Regions from separate parts of the Danio rerio genome. Here region 2 is linked to region 1. The links are chromatin contacts, called in public Micro-C maps. All regions are on one chromosome and are shown on one strand. The core of a region is the stretch at or near the end of the contact, and the rest is flanking DNA. Distances in the headings are between cores, read along the strand shown.

Region 1 (3,355 bases), core at 110-2,609:
TGTAATCCAGCTAAAGTCAGAATTGCTGAATCTCTTCTGGAACTTTTTGATTTAGTGGCTAATTTGTATGAATTCGCACAATCTCATTCAGACAATTTAGTGCAATTTGCTTATCTCCAATGACAGTTGGGTTTAGGGGCGGGGTTGGGGGCCGCGCCTCCTTTTTAAAATTGTATATTTTCGTACGCCTGAACTCGTACGAATAGCCACTAAATTGACAAAAGTAAAATACTTGCGTTTCCTTGTGAGATCAGGCTGCTGAATCCACATTTTGTTTATTTTTTTTATATTTTAATCAGCATCTAGTCTGAATTGATGAAGCTGAATTAATAGGTGACTCACTTGCTTAATATTTTGTTTTATCAATCCAATGTTTTGAGTTTGTCTCTTTCAGAATGTAATCAGGATTTAGTCCACATTACTGAAGCTGCAGTGTGAACATAATTTTCACATTTCACATAACATTGTTCACATTTTTAGTTTCAAAATGAAATCCAACCTTATTTGTAAGTGCAAAGCCTTTGAGAGAATGAGATATTTTTCACCTATGACTCGGCTAACACAAATATCTTTGCTTAGCTATACAAACTTTGGGATTTCTTTTAATTTGTAATTAAGATTCAGTCTGAATTGCTGAAGCTCTGACTAGCAAACTAAAATAAAGATTATTCAATTATTATTCAATATTTCAGAGAACTCACATTTAGACTTTTTTTAAACTGCCAAAAGCTATTGAGAACGAGGCAGTTTTCTCCTATATATTACTAACTACCTAAAATTAGTAACATATAGTAACATAACGTATATCTTTAGCGATTCCATAGTTTTTTTTTTTGTCTGAATTGCCACTCGCTAGCTAAAACAAACAGTCCTCGTTTAGCGTTCCAACATTTTGAATTTGTCTCTTTCAGAATGTAATCAGGATTTAGTCTGAATTACGGAAGCTGCAATGTGAACATAATTTTCTCCACTTTATCTATATTTTTACTTTTCCTTTTAGAATGTATTCCAGCTTCCAGAACTCTGAGAGAACGAGATTTTCCAATTCTTTATTTAATGGATGCAGAACATTATTTGTATTGTCCAAATTCATAATGCATGAGAACTTTCAGTTTTGCCGTTTGCAAGTATATACTGAGGCCAAGCAAATGAACCAATCTATTTAGGTCTTGATTATATTGATAGATAGATCGATTGATTGATAGATTAATATTGTTGCTATGGTCTGAATGTTTCCAGCGGCTCTTCTGAGAAGACTTGATCTTCTCAAACGTCTGTGAGTAACGCAAAGTAATTACAGTCTCTGCTATTTCCTGTTTGTTGACTGGAAGCTGCCATTTTAAGCTGTTCTCGGTTCAGGAGGTTGTGGGTAAGAAAAACCTGACTCTGCGATTTGGATTCACGTTTTATGGTTGGAGTGAGCACGACGATGACACTGTGGCAAAATGAGACGCCTTCTGCCCCCTTTCCTCTGTGTGCTTCGGTATAAGGCCATGTTTGTATAGGTTACTGTAAATCAATGCTTATTAACGATGCTGATGCTAACTGAGGTATGATGTGATTAATCTGATTTGAAAAAAATAAATATAGATTTATGGAAACGAATACTGAAAGTTGTCTTGACTGCAGCAGGTTTGGATTTATGTATGTGTTGCAAGGCAGAGCTACCAGAGCTAGTTTTAATTAGAATATTATGCAATATAAATGTAATATTTAATACTGCATTATTTTAGAGATATGATTTTTGGGATGCTAATTTTATGGAAAAACTAATACTCGTTTAAAGTGCAATGTGTAAATGAGTTGTATAAAATGAAAATCAGTTTTATACAGATTACACAGGAAAAAATTCACACGAGTTCATTCGTTTGTTGGTTAGATTATACCTGAGCTGTGTTCATCCTCCATTGGGTGGCGCTATTGTCTAACACATTTCAATTTTACCTGCTGAGGAGCATTTGCAAGGCTTAAACACACACACACACACACACACACACACACACACACACACACACACACACACACACACACACACACACACATATATATATATATATATATATATATATATATATATATATATATATATATATATATATGTATTTAATTTTATTAAATCTCTCAATGTCCAAATCAATGTAAAATATACATTAAGATACGCAGATGCAACTTTTTTTGAACAATATTTTTTTATATTAAACATTTTAAAATTGACAGGATTAATTTTTCAGTTTAGTAAAAAAAAATTTTTCATTAAGTTTAAAGAAATAATACAAAAACAAAAATACAACAAGAATAATATACCTTCAAAATACCTTAACACATTTTGAAAGAAAAAAAATAATATAACAATATATTATTAAATAATACAGCAATAACATATTTGTCTACATTTCTTTCAATGTCTGTCAGTTCAAGAAAAGAATCACCATCTTAATTCTTCAATACTTTTCAAATAGACCAAAATATATGAATTTTGTTTTTCAAAATATAGGTTATCTATTTTAAGGCAAAGCAAGAGGTCATTCCCTTTATCCACTGATACACCAGGACTGTCTTCGTTTTATTTTGTAAGTTTAAGTATTTAATCCAACAACAGTGCTATGTTTAAAAAAATAAACAGGGGTTTAGGCTTAGATTAAAAAGAAAATCACAAAATTCTAATATATAAAAAGTTTTGTGTGCCAATGTATTTTACATAAATATAGCAAAGATGCAATATATTACATTATTAAGTTGAATATAAAGTACAGAGCTCATTAAAGTGATTAGGAAAATATAATAATTTATTAAAGCCAGTAATTAAATATTTATAAAATGTTTATTCAATTTATTATTAAACAACTGCAATGCAAAAGCTATCAAGATCAAAAGTAAAATTGTATATTTCACACATCTCTCTATTTATTTTAACCACAATTAATTCAGTTATTTTAGAAATGTCAAGTTTGTTTATCTTGTTCCTTTTCAAGTTTTATCTATTTATTTTAGTAGAATGTGCTATAATTAAATGCAGTGGTCCTATAAATATATTTATTATTTTTTTATATTTGTCACATCTCAAATGCCGTTATCACACCTGTATTATACAAAAGAGCGACAGAAGTTAAAACATAAAAAAAAAAAAAAGCTATTAGAAAGTATTCTGTTCCACTACCTGTTAAACAGTCTCCTGACGAAAAACATTCTGGCTGATTCGAGAAGAAAAGTGCAGCTACATGAACCCGATGACAAGCTCTTATGTCATTTCCCTGTTAAAGGCAGAGCTTTGCTTTCTCTCACCCAGAAGCCCTTCATCTTTAATCAGGCAATTACAGCATGAGCATGGCACTTGTTGTCCAATCTGCACCTCTGC
Region 2 (3,147 bases), core at 251-2,750, 190 kb after region 1:
CTGATAGTCTGTTTTATAAAATAATCTGGCAGCAGAGTTAAAGAAAATCTGAAAAACTGACATGCTTCCAATTCCATGAAGTAAATAGAAGACAGCCTGAAAGGAAAGCAGACTTTGGCTCATGTCTGACCTTCCAGCCTAATATAATCTTATTTTTGGTATAATGGGAAAAGTAGCAACAAATAATGTACAATTTTGACTTATGTGCAAACATGAAGGAAAATATGTTTTCTGATAATTATCTATTTTAGGAACAAACAGTTAAACATTACTGCTGATATATAATATAATAAAAATATAGTCAGGGACCCGCCACATAAGTGTGTAAATAAATAAGAAAGAAAGAAAGAAAGAAAGAAAGAAAGAAAGAAAGAAAGAAAGAAAGAAAGAAAGAAAGAAAGAAAGAAAGAAAGAAAGAAAGAAAGAAAGAAAGAAAGAAAGTTGCCGACTATGATCGCATGGGGGCGACTCGCACCCACAAATGTGCGGTTTTCTCGTAATCTCATAAACATGGCATTGTTCCTAAAGTTCGCACATTAACACTGTCAATGTGACTTACAGCAGAGTATACGATGTAAATAGGCCAAACGAAGATCAAGTTTTAGGAATTCAGTTATAAAATGCTTACAACCACACACGCGAAATTACGGTTATTTAAAGTGTTGCGTTTTTAATTCATGCTTCTGATACAAATGTCAAAGATCAATCAGTCACTGTGTGATGAATACACAGCTCTTTCCAACAAATGCGGGTAAAATACATTTAATTCCACAAATATTAGAAAATAAAGGCTTTATCTATGCAAGTTCTACCTGTAAGATATTTATTTATTCACAAATAATTTTAATTGCAATTATCTAAAAAATTATTATATTGTGATATACATTTATGAAGCCAAGTTACAAACAGCACTTGTAAGACTTATTTTATATTTGGATTACAGATGCAATATGCACTTACGACAGAAATAACAGTGCTTTCCTTCACTTTTCTACGGTCTTTCCTTTACTTCTCGAGACAATTCAATTAAAACATCCTTTACCTCGAGATCAGTGGTCCTGAATTGTTACATCAAGATAAAAAGAAAATGTTCGATGATGCTCAGATTTTTTAGCGGAAAACCTTTTAGACATTTTGTCTAAAATAAGCCACACAAACGTACATGAAAAGCGAGTCCAACTAAAACATAGCGCGCTAACGTAGAACCCAGAAGTTGTTATTCTGCATGTATCTGCACGGCAAATCTCCTGCAACGGCTTGAATACAGTTGTTCATTGGATTTAGGCAGATGGGAAGAGCAATAAAAGAGCTGGGGTGCTTTTGCAAAGCTGCGAGAACCCCGTTTGGATTGTTTGTTACCGTTTTAATCCCATTAATTAAAACGTTAACCTGATTGGGTGGCGCGCGCTCACTCCCGATAGGCGAATCTTCTTCATATTAATAGGCCGACTTGAGATAATGATGTAAAAGACTCCCCCTTCTGCTGCTGATGCTGATCGCTGCCGAGATCTACAAAGTGCGTCTCAACACGATAAACGCAGTGTAGAGCACTTTAGGAGGAGCTACTGCCTCTACACCTCACTTGACAAGTGGAGCAGCCATCAACATCAACTCCACTTCAGAGAGTAGAAACTTAAGGAGAGGACAGCGGCTGAGCGAAGCCTTGTCACCGCGGCGCATCCGACTTTCTGGAGACTATGGACAGGAGAATAAACTTGGGCGGAGACATTTTTCACAAAACTCTCAGCGCCGTCTCGAGCAAAAAGATGGACTCGTTTCGACCGACTGCGGGTATTGATCTTTCCGCCCGGGACAGCCAGTCGCCCATCAGCTGTTTCGAGCAAAACGACCCGGACCCGGTGCAGCCCGGGGGGCGAGCGGGCACGCTGGGTCTGCCGACCGGATCTTTGTGTGTGAAATACGGCGAGAGCGCCAACAGGACTTCAGGCGCGGAGAGCAGCGGCGGCGAGCAAAGCCCGGACGATGACAGCGACGAGCGGTGCGAGATGATGCTCATGACGGACGGAAGAACGACGGTGCCCGGCGCAAAGTCCGAGGGAGGTAAGAAAAACAAAGAGCAGAAAATGCTGAGACTAAACATCAACGCCCGGGAGAGACGGAGAATGCACGATCTGAACGATGCGCTCGATGAGCTGCGCGCGGTCATCCCTTACGCGCACAGTCCGTCTGTACGGAAACTCTCCAAAATCGCCACCTTGCTCTTAGCCAAAAATTACATCCTCATGCAGGCGCAGGCGCTGGAGGAGATGAGACGGCTGGTTGCGTATCTCAACCAAGGCCAGGCTATCTCAGCAGCCTCGCTGCCCGCGACCACTGCTCTCACGCCGGGTTTAAGCGCATACGAGCAGCCGGCTGGTTACCCGTTCCCCGCAGGAGTTGCAGCATCCTCCTGTCCAGACAAATGTGCCCTTTTCAACAATGTCACCTCCAGCCTGTGTAAGCAATGCACTGACAAGCCTTAAACTCTGCAGCGACTGACTCTAGAAGCACATGCGCAACTTTTGACTCTGAGAAAACAAAAAAAGAGAGAGACTGATGTTTGCCAGCGGTTTTACAATAGAAGAATGCTAAAACTTTTCTTACAACTTCATTCCAACAAACACTGATTGTGTACATAAATGGTATAGCCTATACTTTAAGTGCTGGTGAGCGTGGGATTAAAACCAAACAAAGTCTATGTCTGATGATGAAGAATGAACAGCTAATTAATGTGGACCCTACAGAATGACCTGACAACATGCAACCATGTTTTACCTTGTTTATGATGCCAAACTTTTGAACTCTACCTTGCAATAATACGTGCTACTTTCAATTTATGTTTTGTAAATGTTTGCTTTCAAGTGACATCTGTGTTTTAAAAGCATCGGCTGGAAGGAGAAGCAGCGTATTGGACTTTATTCCAAAGTAGCCTACGTGTAATTTCCCGAAAGCTTAGCAGAGATTGTTGATTTTAAAAAATGTAATATAGCTAATATATTGTTAGTTTGGTGGACTCTTTAAGAAAAGTTGTTTTACTTTTTTATTTCTCTTAATGGATGGGTCTGCATGCCTGGTCTGATTATGCATTGTCATCATTGCTGTAAATCTCGCCGATTTGGCTTTTTATTATAAACACACACATGCGGT

The links. A called contact is a pair of places that touch in the nucleus more often than the background predicts.
Region 2: a Micro-C map of caudal fin shows a contact between it and region 1, with 8 times the contacts expected there. The contact joins the promoter of bhlhe22 here to the enhancer-like site in region 1. A contact is called at or near these places in 6 of 18 Hi-C or Micro-C datasets (caudal fin, embryo, hematopoietic stem cells and 1 more) and 2 of 4 datasets of contacts at active chromatin or transcription factors (embryo and gastrula embryo).

Annotation. Positions count from the first base shown.
Region 1 is chr24:28,222,317-28,225,671 of GRCz12tu, forward strand. No RefSeq gene overlaps it. Among named protein-coding and RNA genes, the nearest start is that of ythdf3, 17 kb to the left of the region's middle. Within about 2 kb of position 1,360, at least 3 of the 62 cell types and tissues checked have an H3K27ac peak or open chromatin away from gene starts, as enhancers often do. A contact at or near this core is called in caudal fin, where this site is marked.
Region 2 is chr24:28,415,516-28,418,662 of GRCz12tu, forward strand. bhlhe22 (basic helix-loop-helix family, member e22) reads left to right here and starts at 1,501. Exons shown (of 1, transcript NM_200955.1): 1 at 1,501-3,147. The coding sequence starts at 1,698. The coding sequence ends at 2,483.